2 separate regions of the Drosophila melanogaster genome follow, and region 2 is linked to region 1. The links are chromatin contacts, called in public Hi-C maps. All regions are on one chromosome and are shown on one strand. Each heading gives the region's core, a stretch centred on a gene start, on an enhancer-like site or on the middle of the called end of the contact. The rest is flanking DNA. Distances are from core to core; before and after follow the strand shown. Region 1 holds the start of Remo (Remoulade). Region 2 holds the start of CG42271.

Evidence for each region. Hi-C and Micro-C count contacts between places; a contact is called where the count stands out from the background.
Region 2: a Hi-C map of the Kc167 cell line shows a contact between it and region 1, with 6 times the contacts expected there. The contact joins the promoter of CG42271 here to the promoter of Remo in region 1. A contact is called at or near these places in 18 of 107 Hi-C or Micro-C datasets (the Kc167 cell line, the ML-DmBG3-c2 cell line, the Sg4 cell line and 7 more).

The regions. Positions count from the first base shown.
Region 1 is chrX:13,285,512-13,293,114 of dm6, reverse strand. Remo (Remoulade) reads right to left here and starts at 5,064. Exons shown (of 3, transcript NM_132642.3): 1 at 4,490-5,064; 2 at 4,205-4,423; 3 at 1-4,148. The coding sequence starts at 4,752. CG15743 reads right to left here and starts at 7,408. Exons shown (of 2, transcript NM_001298268.1): 1 at 6,236-7,408; 2 at 5,374-6,159. The coding sequence starts at 6,764. The coding sequence ends at 5,621. HDAC4 (Histone deacetylase 4) reads left to right here and starts at 7,483. Exons shown (of 14, transcript NM_001272578.2): 1 at 7,483-7,603.
Region 2 is chrX:14,232,000-14,239,411 of dm6, reverse strand. CG42271 reads left to right here and starts at 5,346. Exons shown (of 9, transcript NM_206711.3): 1 at 5,346-5,640; 2 at 5,853-5,991; 3 at 6,149-6,307; 4 at 6,372-6,671; 5 at 7,246-7,412. The coding sequence starts at 5,871. It overlaps Fbxl4 (F box and leucine-rich-repeat gene 4), which reads left to right and starts at 1,489. Exons shown (of 10, transcript NM_132723.3): 1 at 1,489-2,418; 2 at 2,473-2,566; 3 at 2,698-2,905; 4 at 2,971-3,579; 5 at 3,642-3,751; 6 at 3,804-3,968; 7 at 4,035-4,200; 8 at 4,262-4,453; 9 at 4,518-4,587; 10 at 4,650-4,999. The coding sequence starts at 2,089. The coding sequence ends at 4,715. Dus2 (Dihydrouridine synthase 2) reads right to left here and starts at 1,424. Exons shown (of 3, transcript NM_001298308.1): 1 at 831-1,424; 2 at 1-769. The coding sequence starts at 1,038.

The DNA of each region.
Region 1 (7,603 bases), core at 3,815-6,314:
GCTGCTGACTGAAGCGGATAAGGACACTGGGAAAGTCATCGTCCAACTGAATGCTATTACTGGTGGTAACCTGCAGCGAGTTGGACACGTATATCTCATGCTTCTGCAGCAGCGGCTCTTCAAGGCTGACTTCCGGCAAGCCCAAACTATTCATGGCCTCCAAGCTGGGCTGTTTGACGGGCGTGGAACTCATGGGTTGATGGGATGATCCTCGATTTCGAAACAGGCTGCTCATCCCGCTAGCTGGTGGCAGAGTATTGGCATACAATGGAGCATGTTCGTCAAGTGAACTGGCGTCTTCCTCCTCCAGTTCATGCTCCGGTTCCTCCATCGTCGCCGGCGTCTGACCATGCTCCTCCTCCTCCTCATCCTCTTCGTCGTCGTCCAGCTCGTGCAGCGTTTCATCCAGCAGGGAAGGTGTTCTAGTGCGTCCATTGGCTCTCAGTTTGATCACCTCATGCTGTGGTGTCAATGTCTCCGGTATGTTGGTGTAAATATTGGCCTGCATGATCTTCGACGCCGACGAGGCGCTGGCAGGCACAAAGCGCTTAAACTGCATGGAATCTCCGCCGGAACTCATAGCACCCATGTTGCCGTGTTCCTTGGGAGCTCCAGCCATCGGTGAGCCCTGATTCTTGTAGTGCAGATTGGTGTTATTTATCTTGCTGCCGCCGGCCAGCATTGTCATCGCATTGTGGTGCCTACTGTACAGCTGCTCCGAACTGGCATCGCTCAGGCTGTGCTGGCTGTGGAGCTGCATTTGCATTTGCATCTGGAGCTGCATCTGCGGCATTGTCTGGCGCTGCAGCTCGAAGTTGTTCCGCTTGGCCAGGCGCTTCTGCTTCTTGAAGAACTTTCGGGCCACGTTAATCTGGTTGGGATTGTAGAAGATCTCCGCCGAAGGTATGAGATCGTGACTGGAGCCATGGAGCAGAGCGTTCAGACTGTGCGGTGGCACCGGTGCTCCACCGGTTGAGCCAGAAACTCCGCCAGCCGCTGGACCACCGCCTGCTCCTGGCTGACCGCTGGTATTGTTGATTATAGTAACGCCACCTGCTCCGTTGGCCTGAAGCAGCTGCTCCTGCTGACTCCTCGTTTGACTCCTAGTCTGGCTGCGCATGCTTCTCGAACACTGGCTATTCGAACGCGAGCCCGCCGAATTGTTGGCCTCGTACAAGCTGCCGGGTCCCGGATTCGCCTTATAGGCCACAATGGAGTTGCTAATCATTGCCGTTCCTGGTCCAGGCATCATACTCGATGGGTGTGCACCCCTCGCCTGGCTGCCATTGTTGTAGGTCACCAGTTTGGCGGGTATGCTGCGTCCATCTCTGCCCTGCGACCAAGCTTGGCGCGCATCGTTTCTGCTCAGGTTGTAGAAGATTAGCAGGAAAATGCCCAAAACAGAACAGCAGCCGGCGAATGATAGCACATAGAGCTCCTGACCACCATTCACGTAGGCAGCGGCGGACAACCAGGCGCCGGCATACAGAACCAGAAAAATGAAGTGACCACGCAAATGCGATAAGTTCGAGCGTTCGAAATCGTCTACAATGCTGCTCAATGGATTGCTCAGCGTGCTGTACTGCTCCTGCATGTGATCCTGCTCCTTGCGACCACCATGATTGCCAGAGCCGCCTCCAATCGCCGCTGTGGTGGCACTACCATTCGCATCCAGCCAATCCAGATCGATGTGCTCCGTTGCCTGCGTATTGTTGTCCGAATACTGACGATTCTGCTGATGTTGCATTTGCAGTTGCAACACATTCACCGCCTGCTGACTCAGCTGGTAATAGATGCACAATGCCAAAATGCCGCAGAAAATGACAAGAATGACGGCTGGCACAAGTAGTGCATTCAGTGTGGTGGAACTGTGCAGGAAACAATAGTCATAGGTTGCGTACTCCGCCAGATTAACAGCACTGCTAATGCCGCAGATGAGCAGCGCAATGCCCCAGCCCACCAGATAGATGCCGAGAATGGGTTTTCGCTCTCGCTCCCGCTGCGGTTCCATATCCTGACCCGGACATTGTCCCTGACCGGATGTTGTCGTCTTGGTCAATCGCTTGTACATGCTACTCAGGCTGACACAAACCCACAGTAGTACGCACAGTCCGAGATAGTGCATCAGCAATCCCAATAGACGGCACTGCGGCTGACTGGCCGTTTGATAGATGCCCAACGAGAAGGCCAGCGCCAGTGCACCCAGGGCCAACCAGGTGTTGACCAGAGCATGCCGCTGCACTCTGTTGATTCGCACTGCTCGGCCGAAAACAGCAAAGGTCACCGCATTGAAGGCGCAGCAGGCGAAGAGTAGACCGCAACCGGCGTACACAGCAGCCGGTGGATGTCGGAAACGTGCGCCCGACTCCTCGCTACGGAAATCATTCAAATACTGGCTGCGCTGCAGCAGGCCATAGTATCCGGTGCGACTGCAACTGAACATGACCAGAGTGCGATGCTGGTAGTGCTGTTGGCAAACGCTCGTCTCCCAGCGCTGCTCATCCGCATCCCACCAGGCGGGTTGAGGCGCACTCAGTGGATTGTGATACGGATGAGCTCTCAGCATCACTGTAACCCTTTGCTGGTACACATCCTCTTCCGGATCTAGCTCGTTATCGGCCCGAAACTGCAGCGCCTCACCATCGCTGCTGTACGCCAGTATTCCTATGATGGCAGAAGACAGGGATTCATTGTGGCTTCCTCGCAGATTTGGCAACAATTTGCCATTCCTGTGTAGCGAGATCATCAAGCGGAGACTTCGGATTGTCGTTGTAGCCGGCAAAGTGGTTGAGCTATTGCCAATCACGCTGTATGGCAGCTGGATTGCGGCATCGATATCGCCATGCTCGTACATGGGTATCGTATCGTTGGCACTGTTGCATTGGAAGCCTCGAGGACTTTGCTCCAACCAAACGCATGACAGGCTAACGAAGGCATCCAAACTGATGTTAAAGAACTCGACGAATAGGTTACGCTGCTGGGCAAGCGATCCTCGCCAGGGTATCATCTCTGCGGGCAACGGTTCCGCCTGTGTGCTGGCCAAGGCCAGGCGCATGGCCGAGGATTCCACCACGTGGAGCAGCCGCTGCCCAGTTCCCTGCTCGGATTGTGCGGCTCGAAAGAGATGAGCGGGCAGGTTAAGCAATTGCGAAACTATGTCCATCAGCAGGTGACTTATCTCTTGCTGTTGCTGCGGCTGCTCCAGTTGATCCAAGTACTTGACCAACGTGCGTGCAATGTACTCCAAATCCATGGGATCTCGTATGCGATTCAGCTGCGTCTGCGCTTGCGTAAAGTTGTGCAAACGTCGTGCAATCTCCAGCGCATTCTGACCCTTAGTCAGCGTAAGATTCACCTTGGCGAACTGCTCCAGTATGCGTGTCGTCTCGCTGACGTACACACAACTTTCCGTATCCAAATTTAGCCACTCACCCGATGGTCCGCACTCATGCGAAGCTCGGCGGGCTTGTGTGGCATCGCTGGGCTCCTCCACGCACTCCTGCAGCACAGTCTCGCCTCGCATCGTCCTGGGCCAGTGGTAGGTGCCCTTGTTCGTGTGCACCACGCGAGCTTCACAGTACAGCGTCCCCTTGGCTACCACATGCAGAACGATGGCCTGCGATAGATTCGCCTGCTGGCTGCGCAGCGTACAATCCCACATGCCTGTGTGATTCTGGGTTAGGCTGGCAATGCGCAGTATCGATTGCAGTATGCCCGAGTCCGTGGAATGGCGAGTCTCTAGATTCACATCGCCGAAGACTTTGGTGGGATCCTGATAAATAATATCCTCCGTGGAGTTTTTGGCTCGTATCTTCTCGGACCAACCCCAGAACACATAGGCCTTTGTCGGCAGATCCTCGCTCTCCCTGGGCACACCAATGGCAACGCGTGGGGCGTGGCACTTGAGCTGCAGCTCATCGCCCTCAAAGGCCACCTGATTCTGGCTGGGAATTAGCTCGAGCAACGGTTGCAGCAGCGTCTCACAATGGAAATCCTTTCCCACGCGCAGTTTCTTTAGCGGCATACCACGAAAGTTGCCCGGCGATTCGCATTTTGGTGGCGGCTGTAGACGCACTTCACGACTGCTCGACCAGGCGATCAACCAAATTAATCCGCAATCGCAGGCCAAGGGATTTCCAGACAGGTCGCTGTAAGAAGATGATATCACTGTTTTTGCCAGGATTAGAATGGATATCCAACTTACAGCAACTTAAGCTTGGGCATTTGGTCAAAGGTGCCCTCATAGATGTGGCTAATGGCATTGCCGGCCAGCTTCAGCTTCTCCAAATGCGCCAGACTATCCCCGAAGGTGTCTTTGTCCAGTTCGGTGAGCAGATTGAACGACAAATCCAGACGCTTGAGTTCCGTAAAGTTTCGAAAATCCTCGGCGGTTATCAGTGCAATTGAATTCTTGCTGGCATTGCTATAAATATAAGTGAGTTATTTGCATTTTAGAGGAACCACAGGGGGCAACTATCGAATCACTTACATGCTGACAATACTGGTCACATCCTCTCCAAAGTCCAACTCCCGCCAGTTGGTTATCTGCTGCTCATCGCAGCGAATCTTAAGGCTGTGTATGTTTTCCGCTGTGCTCCGGCAGCTGCATTTTCGTGGGCACGATGACGCTGTTCCTTGTCCCGTCGCAATGCCCGTTTCGGGATTTTGGGGGAGCTCCGTATCTTGATGCGTTTGCACTTGCACCGCCTGGCCCCCCTCTGCTGCGGTCGACGTCGCCGTCGCTGTCGGCATCAGATTTGGGAAGAACAACAACAAGAGCAGCAGTAATCCGAGAAGGGGGAGGGGCAGCGGTGGATTGCTGGACGATGAAGGTGGAGAATGAAAAGGAGAAGGGGGGCGATCTCCACGCCCCTCTTTCGTTTGGCCGCCCATTTGGATCGATGCGAGTGATTACATGCCGGGCGCAGGAAGCGCACATTTAATTAACAATTTTCGATTTAAGCAAACGCATTATAAGCAACAACAATAATACACTGCGCTTTTTTTTTTAGTTTATACAAAAAAGTGGTACGCTAAATGTGACCGTCGAACTATCGATAGATAATACCGCCCGGTTGTAAAAAAAAATACGCAAGCTATAAAAATTGTGCATTATACTGCACTCGTGGGATATATCGATAGTTATGCTTGGTAGCTGGTGTGGTTAAGTACCCGGCTAATTATGGAGTAGAACTCGACTATTTAAAAATTCAAATTGAAAAAGTAAAAAAAATTCTTATTGCTAACAAAAAGGGTAATATTCTTTCAATTTTTAGCTATTATAGTGGGTATATAGCTAGTGGGTATATAAAGTACACGTTTTAGGCGTAAAGTCTAGACCCATTTAATGTCATTAGGAAGGGCATGTGTTCAGTTTAAAATAAGTTTATTTTGAGCCAACTGGGCGGTTTGGTTTGGTCCGGGTTCATGACCCCGCCGCGCCGCCGCACAACCAACGTAATTATGCAAAAAAAAAGAAGCACACGCACAAACAAACATTGAGATTACGAAAAACAGGTTTCCTTCTTTTAACTTAAAGCTATTTTTGAATGCTGCCTAAACGATGTGGGCGAGGGGATTTCCTCGGGAAGGGTTAGAATGTAGGGGAGCTGACCAGACCCTACGCCAGCTTGCCATTGTGCGCCTCGCGATATTTGGACAGCTTGTCCATGTACTCGTCATGCTGCTCCAAGGTGGCCAGCAGGCCCTCCGTATTGACTGGCGATTCCTCTGGTCCGTAGTTAATCAACTGATCGTTCAGCGTGGTCATTGTGCCGCCCAATGCGTGCAGAATAGCATCGCCGGCGCAAATGTCCCACTTCTTGATCTTCGACGTGTGCAAATAGGCGGTGGCATTGTTGGCCACCACCTGGAGCACCTTGTAGCCAGCTCCCGCCGCCGTCAGCAGGCTGACATTCTCGCCAAAGATGCCCCTCGCCAGATCCTTGGCACCTGCCGTGTGGGATCGCGAGACTGTAATGATGGGCGCCTGATTGTTTGGCGAATGCTGCGGATGCAGATTGGATAGGTACTCAGACATCGAGTTGCCCACCCACGCCCACGCGGTTTGTCCATTGAACGGGCTGTGGATCACGCCAATGATGGGCCTTCCGGCCACTGCCACGCACACCATGGTGGTCACGTACTCGTATAGCTCCTCTGTGGATTGAAAAATGAAATTTAGCTCCAGAACATGCCATTGTATAATATTAATAACTAAAGAAGCCATCCTCACCGGTGAACTCCTTGGTGGCATCCAACGGATCTACCCAAACAGTGACATCCTGGGCATTTACGGTCACATCCGGTATCTGTGCGGTCTCGTGGAGGACCGTTGGATCTAGATCATAGCCGTGTGCCTGCTTGCAGTGCTCCTTGTCCTCCTCGGAGAAGATTTGTACGCGGGGAAAGATTCGCTGCAGGCCCTGCTTCATCACACAATGTGACCGGCCGTCGGCATCCGTGAAGGGATCATTGACGCCCTCGTCCGTCTTGCCCTTGCTGCGCTCCTTCAGCTGGCGACTCCGGGCCACGTCCAGTACCTCGAGACCGCCACGCTGGGCGGCCTGTATGGCGGCTATTAGCATCTTGCGTAGATTGACGCGGCTGGGATTCTCACTGCGCAGCATGCCGTAGATCGCTGGCCGCTCCTCCTGATGGAAATTGAGGAAGTAGACCAGGACAAAGGTCAGCAGGATGGCCACAATGGTGGCCGGCAGCCGGTTGATGCGAATGGAGCGTCCGTTCATCTTGTCTTCGCTCATCTATTATATGCTAGACTATATACTATATTCTATTCTATTCTATCTATGCGTGTATCAGTGTGCTGTCGTATTTGCCAGATCACCACATTGAGATCAACCCAGATGCTGTCTTGAAAAAACCCTCGCAAGAACTGAAACGAAAAACACTTGATGATGGCGCGTCGGTGGGTGTGGACGGCGGGGGCGGGGGCACAGGTGTTTCTTTCTGCTCTTTGTGGCGAGGGGGGAGCACAGGTGAGCTATGCTCGGTGCCGATCTATTCAATTTCACGTCCACGTTGCGCGTTTTTTCCCCCAAAAACAGCCCCAAACAAAACCAAACAATAACAAACTAGAGCTGGCATTAAATCGATAGGCGCCATCGATACATTCGGAACAGCGAATTTATGTTAAGATCAATAATTGTGAAGATCAGCGGTATTAAATTATTTAGTTCACTTAATGTACTAACATTAAACTTAGGATTCGAATATGTTGACCACAACGTCGTCGAAAATATCGATACTTAGCTATCATTGATACTATTTACGAAACGATATTACCAAGTAATATATAGTTTATACCGTCCATTTTCGATACACTCAATTATATTAGAAATTTGATTTTGTGCTTTTATTTAGGTTCACTGATATAATAAAATCAACAAGCTGCAATATTAATCGATGTTCCAAGAGACTTATCGATTTTCCAATTCTACGACCGTATCGATAGTATCGAACAGATATCGATGTGGTTCCAGCTCTAATAGTCGTGGATTTCGGAACATTAATTTGTATTTTTTGCGTCGCGTCGCCCCAGAAAGTCCAATCCAACAGCAAATCGCGCGTTTTCCAAAGAACA
Region 2 (7,412 bases), core at 4,097-6,596, 950 kb before region 1:
CAGATCTCGCAGATCTGCTGCAGCGTCTGGCACTGAAGGAAACGCTTGCCACGCGGCGTCTCCTGCAGCTCCCTGAGTATGCTCTGCACACAGTACTTGGCGTTATGCGGCGCATTGTCGTAGTCGACGCACAGGCGCAGATACTTCTCGATTAGCTCGTCCATGGGCAGCAGGCCCTCCGGCCTGAAGATGCTAACATTGATCTGTGCCGCACGTGCGACCATCACGCTATCGGCGCCGCATTCCATTTGAAATTTGCGCAGATCATCGTAGCAGTGCATGTTTTTCGAACCACCGTTGGCGATAATCGGTATGTCAACCGCCTGGGCAACGGCACGCAGTACCTCGGGATGGGCAGGATGCTGCGGACGCTCGTCGCGCGTCCTCGCATGAATGCCAATGGCAGCGATGCCCGTGGCGGCCAGTTTCTGCACCAGATCGATTGTACCCTCCACGTCCGGCAGTATGCGTATTTTGCAGGTGACTGGAATGTCCAAGCCGGAGCACAGAGTGCGCAATATGTGTGCCGCCTTGTCGGGATCAGCGAGCAGGGCGGCGCCCATGCCGCCCTTGATGGAGAATTCCTTGGGACAGCCCATGTTTATGTCCAGACCGGAAATGTCGCGCTGCAGCAGCTTGCCCACGGCCAGAGCCCGTCCAGCGTCGCTGGTGCCCATTTGTAGTACCAGCCGTGAGGTTTCCTGGGCGCAGGTGCGGAACACAATCGTGCCATCCGACGGATCCACAAAGTCCACCGTGCCCAGAGCGGCTAAAAGGTATAATGCAAATAGATGAAGTATGCTGAGTTGGCTGGAGCTCTGTCCACTTACGGTTCGGCCTGCGTATGCTCTTGATCAGCTTGATGTCCACCAGCTCCTCGGTGTAAACGATGTCCGCACCCATTTCCAGGGCCAACAGTCGCATGGGCAGCGTGCCCACGCGCACCATTGGCGCCAGTATGAGCTTGTTGCGGTAGTCCAGCCTCTGGCGCGTCTTCATGCTGAAGGACTTCCTTAAAATCGTCGGCAGTCGCAACATGGATTGGAATCGCGGGAATCGAATTCAGCTGTTGCACGCCGTTCAATTTGGGGCCCTCTGCACGTCAGCGCATGGCGGACACTGCACGACACGTGGAGCCGTCATGCAAGGTACTATTTCTACGCCATATAAATATGATTGAATAATTATTGAAGAACTGCATATTCTATGCAGATATGATTTATTTGTGCTAGTGAATATTTTTGCATATTTTTGTTTGATTGTATTCCGCCTACTGAATATTGTTGATTATTATAATGTCTAAAAACAAAAATTTAAATCAGCTGCTTACAAGCTAAAATATAGGCATTGTTAATATTTATCCTGCATATATATACATACCTTTCCTTTGTTCTTATAGCAATTTCGCTTGGTGTGTTTTGGTATTTTCGAAAATATACTTCTGTATTCACGGTCTATTTTTCGATAGATTTTCTCGTTATCGATAGCAGTATTGTTTTTGTCATTTAAACCAAGCAAGCCAAAAGTTTTTTGTTTTTGTTTTGGCACAGAAATTTGCTGAATAACCGCGAATCCTCGAGAGAATTGCCACCCAAGCGCGACACACAGCACAAAGCAGCAGAGGTCAGAGGTCGGCGGACAGCGAACAGAGCAACAAGGCGAGGCGCGAATAAAGCTGCAAACCAAAGAGGACTCCGCAAGTGGCCATTAATTGGATTAGTTGCGCAGAAGAACTAGGAGAACATCGCTAGCCAGAGCCATTAAGGTCTGGCCCAGCAACGTGACCATAGCTAGGCGATCCACGTCGACGGCGCAGCCAAGCTCAATATCCGGATCATCTCGAGGAGCACAATTTGCCCGGACACAGCAGCGGCAATCCTTGGACAGCAGCGGCAGCGGCAGCAGCCAGGCGAGGACGAGCCGAGGAACCGGAGAAACAAGTGGCTCCCGCGACTCTGGCCCATCGGTTATGCCCAACGCGTGCCCTGGTACGCGGTTGGGGAACTGGGACTGGGGCGCAGCCTGCAGGCGGCGGTCGATACACTGAGGCTGACCTACGGCCAGCGCCCACGGCAGCTGGCGCTGGCCATGTCCCTGCTGGCCTACGGCGAACCAGCAGAGTCCAGCGAAACGGACAGCCCGGCGGCGGAGGCGGAGCCGGACGTACTGGTCGATTTTACGGCCATGCTGCAGCGGCAAAGGCAGAACGGCGATTACGGCGGTTGGTTCGGTTGCGACAGCAAAATGCAGACGACGCAATCCGATCAGGGCTACTATCTCGAGCAATATGTGCTGGGCGTGCTCGATTTCAGTTCACAGTATGGCATCGATTACAGCATCTCGTATACGGCGGCCAATGTGATTGGCAGGCCAACGAAATTTCCCGCCTATGGCGATTATCCGGAGACCTTTCCCATGGTGAGTCCATGCAGAAGCATCCGTACACGGTACCCATTCAACTCTCGCCCGCAGCGCACCTACGGCGACTGGTGGCAACGGGCACCGTCCGCCACGCGTGAGATTCAGCCCCAGAATCTGCCGAAGTTGGAAACACATGACTATGTTGGTAAGATGACTAGCTCAAGATAGCCGGATATCACATACCCTTGCACTTGCATCAGAATATCTAGCTCAATTTGCGCAAGGTTGTGATTGCTATAGAATTTCATCATCATAACATTTATTATCGATTTGCAGTTGTTTATTTCGAGGAGTTTGTAGTGCCCACCGAAGTGGCCATCTTTGAGACCTTCAATCCGGGCGCCGTTGTACGCATTTGGGCGTACGGCCTGACCAAAAACTGGACCTGCCTGTGGGAGGCAACGGAAAGCGATCTCTCCCGACCGCCGCCACTGGACTCGCGTCGCTTTGCGCCGTCACTGAAGAAGACCACGATGCTAACGAAGTAAGTAGTGGACAATGGTGGTATCATAACACTGGAATATATAGCACGCACTCTCTTCTTGGCAGAACGCTGCGCATCGATTTCAATCACAGCCGACTCAATTACTATACGGAAATCGATGCCATTATGCTGTGCGGTCGAACGGTCACCAAAACGCAAAACCTACTGGCCAAGCAGCAAATTACGCAGCACAGCCGGACGCTAGTGTCGCCGCCACCGGATGCTATTGGCTCAACGTCCGGCGACGGCAGTGGCGGATCAATTAGCCACAAGCTGCGCACCCTTAAGTTCCAGCCGAATTGCGGCGAAGACGGTGCCACCAAGCTGCACGAGTTCATCAACAACGATCTTAGTCAGTTTCTGGCGGACAATTGTGTGGATGGCGAGGCGGCGGCGCCACAAATCTGTCTAACGGATCTGCCATTCGAGATCCTATTGCGCATACTCAGCTACCTGGACCTGAAGTCGCTGTTCCGCGTGGGTCACGTGTCGCGCACCTTCTACGACATCTCCAGGCATCCGCTGCTCTATGCCGAGATCAGCCTGAAGCCCTACTGGGATGTGGCCAGCTCGGAGCTGTTGTGCACGTTGGCGCGTCGGGCCACCATGTTGCGCAAGTTGGATTTGTCCTGGTGCGGCGGCTTTGGCAATGTCTCGCCCACCGAGTTCAAGAAGTGGTTACATGCTAGCAAATCATACTGAGCTACTAGAACTAAAATTCGAACACTCGTTTCAGATTCCTGACCCAACGCGGCGATAATCTAACCCACCTGCGTCTGAACTCCTGCAAGTTTCTCAATGCCAGCTGCATTGAGAATGTGGGCATTGTCTGTGATAATCTGATAGGTGGGTTTTTCTCGCATCCTTATCGAAGGTTTAACTTAATATTTCGTCGCAGAGTTGAGCCTGCGCAACTGTGCCACTGAACCGCCGCTGTTGAACTTCTCCTGTCTGGCCAATCTCAAGAATCTGGAGCGTCTCGATCTCTTTCAAACGTACTTCGAAACGGAACTGCTGCTCAGCATGCTCGAGGGCAATCGCAAGCTAAAGCATCTGAATCTGGGTGAGCTTCTAGATAGCTTCAGTTTTGTTGCGTTTAACCAATTGCATTTGATGCCCATTGCTCAAGCATTTTGTGGTGTCTCGGTGAACATGGACAATGTGGCCGCCCATTTGGCCACGTACAATACGCAGCTGATCTCGCTGGATTTGTGGAAGGCGCACTTTCTGTCGTCCAGAGGATTGCAATCGCTGGCGCGTCTCCATCAGCTGGAGGAACTGGATCTGGGCTGGTGGTAGGTGTCATGCGCGATGGAATTGCATAATCCTTAAGTTAAACATGTTCTGTTCTTTTAGCATGAGGGAGGCATCGCTCGGAGATGGCCTGTTCCAGCTGCTGTCCAACTGTCCCAAGCTAAAGAAGCTCTTCTTGTCGGCGGTGCGCGGCACCACCGAACGCGATCTCATGCATATTGCCGCGCTGGGCAAGAATCTGGAGCAGCTTGACCTCATGGGCATTCTGAACATAACGCATGAGCGTGTTTATGAGTACGTCTCTCTTCCTTTTTAATCACTTTAAGATCATTAAGCATTCAATTCGATTCGATTTCAGCATTCTGGTCAACTGTCCCAAGCTGCAGTTGCTGGACTTGAGTTTCTGTGACAACATCATGGATCGGGATGTGAGTAGATGTTCGATGGAATTGCACCTTCTATTCCTTAGCTAATTCCATTTGTTACTCAGTTCGATTTGCTGGCGGAATGGTCGCGACAATTTAAAGTGGACATCAAGAGCAGTCGACGTCACTGAACCGGAAACGGAAATGGCGTAATTGAAACCGGAAATGGGACAATCCAGTCCTTGTAGCTACACTAATTATGCCTAGTACAATGCTAAGTGTACTTTTAGATCCCACATATTTGTATGTGACATTCTCCCTCTTCATTTATAGTAAAATGTTATATATATATATGCTGTTATGAATATGAAACATTTGATATTAAGCTGGGCGATTTTTTAATCACTTGAACTAATGCTAAGAATTAGAGAATTATAATACAAAAGTTGCGTATAAATGCACTTGTTTATTGATGAAAATTGGTTTGTTTTAATCTATATGGATATTTATTAATTTCATTTGCTTGCATTAACATTTTAAGCAAGAATTACAATTTCTTATTTTGATTATAAGTATACATCGATACTATCGGTAAATTCTGCCAACAGTGTGACCACACTCTTGCATTGCTCAGCGCTAATTTTCCAATTAGAATAATTTTTGTTATAAAGATGCCATCAAATATGAAATAAATAAATATATATATATTTAAATGAAATATTATATAGGTTGCATTACTAAATTTGCATTTCATCGTAACATTGGAAATCAAGAACTTCCATTCGATACTCACGACCGATTTTGCCACCTCCAGCTGTCATCTCCAACTTATTTTCCAATCAGAAACAGTAGCGCAGTGCGCTTATCAAAATTAGCTGTTAAATTCAATTAGTTGCTTGTATTAATTGCAATCGTGGGCAAGGGGATTCACTCGGAGCGACGGATGACCCAGCTCCTGGCCAGGAGTAGCCCGATTGTGAGTGCCAGCGGAGTGCGGGGCGTTTGGCAGCCAGCTGTGCAGCAGCAGCAGCAACAACAACAATAACAACAAAGTAACGAGGTCGCAGGACCAAAAAAAATAAAGGTGGAGAAGGAGGAGAGGGGGAGGAGCAGAAGGTATGTATGTGTGTGTGTGTGTGTGTACCCAGTTAGGGAGCCGCCTCCTCCACCGGCCACGCCCCCTAGCAGCACGTACACATCGTGTAATTGCCGTGAATTATTGATGTGGCCCGAGCATTCGACGCTTTGCGGGCGTGCCCGTCCATCTATGGAGTTGCTAAACGAGTGGTCCGGCCACCAATTGTGTGGCATTTGTGTATATCCATTAGATCCAGCGATAAGCAGCCATGCGCTTTAACAAGCCGGAACTGAACTCCCTGGCCAGCAATCCAGCAACGCGATTCGACAAGGAGGGCCTGCTCATCATCACCGATCGCCAGGAGGGCTTCCTGTGGCGCTCTAGCGAAGGTATTGATTGCACCACTACCATCTGATCACTCGCATCCATGCACATGCATTAGCAAACACACACACAACCGAACAAAACCAACCACCCACCCACCCACACACAACATCCAATCCTGTCCAGGCACTTGGCTTATGCACCTAATTCTACCGCCCACAGTCAGAGTTGAACGTTGGTGTAAACTGCGTGGAAATTTACTGTTCTACCTCAAGGATAAGGACCCCAAGTCAGCGGTGGCCGGCCTCCTGGTGCTGGAGAACTGTCGTGCGCGCATTCAGAATGAGGAGCGTGATTCCGAGGGCTACGTATTCGATTTAGGTAGGCAACAATGCACAATGATGCTATGCTATGATTACTACTACTAAATGCCTATGTGTTGCAGACTTCAAGGACAGCCCATCGGAACGTTTCATTACACGTTCGTCGGCCGAACGCCTGGCCTGGGTGCAGTGCATCGAGCACGCATCCAGCGAGAAGCTAAACGCGCTCATACGCCAGCTAAAGGAACAGATTGTTAGCCAGAGCCGCCAGCCCAGCAGCGGGGCGTCATCCTCCATGGGCAATCACATTGACCTCGGCATGCCGCTGGAGCAGCAAATGCAGGAGCAGCTACAGCTGCACGGCCAGCCGGCGGAGGAGTTGTCCGTGCCCGTGCCCACGGAGGTGGTGGCGCCGTTTGAAGGTGATCTTATACAGTTCTAACCCAAAAAACCAAATAAGAAAATCCAAAATGAAACGCAAACAATCGGAAAACGCGCGGCGGTCGTTGTTGTTTTTTTAGTTTTGTTAACCAAATATTTGGCCATGTCACTGTTCCACCCACTGCACCACATACCTCTCGCTCACTTCCATGCAACCACATCCGGTTTGAGTTCATTCGATTCCAACGCGTCCAACCAAAGACGTTTCAATCGCAAACATTCGGCTATCGAACTAATATTTCATTTTTCGTTTGTTGCATCGGTTGCATCCAATCGAAATCGATTGAACGCACTAAACCCATGATTTCCATTACTCCATTTTCGAATTTATATGTTGTAAACTTATGTGTAATCCCATCGGGAGCTGGTGTTGCATTGCGTTCCATGTGATTATGAATTTATTCTTGGAATAAACTTTGTTTTGCTAATGAATTTAAACGAAATTAACCAGTTGTTTGTTATTCAATCCCCTCCTGCTTTAGCTGTGCCACCTGCCGTTCTGTAACCATTGCATTCCCCCGCCTGCAATCTGACCTGGTCTGCTCTTACTTACAGAACTCGATCTCTCGGAGCTGCCCATTTGCGAGACGGCGCTCTCCTGTGATACCCTGCCCCTGGACACGCTGGGGCGACCGCCCAATCCGCAGGTGGTGTGCTCGCTGCTGCCGACAGCTGGAGAGGATTGCGTGTGGCGGGAGCACGCGCGCACCGAGCTGCAGGAG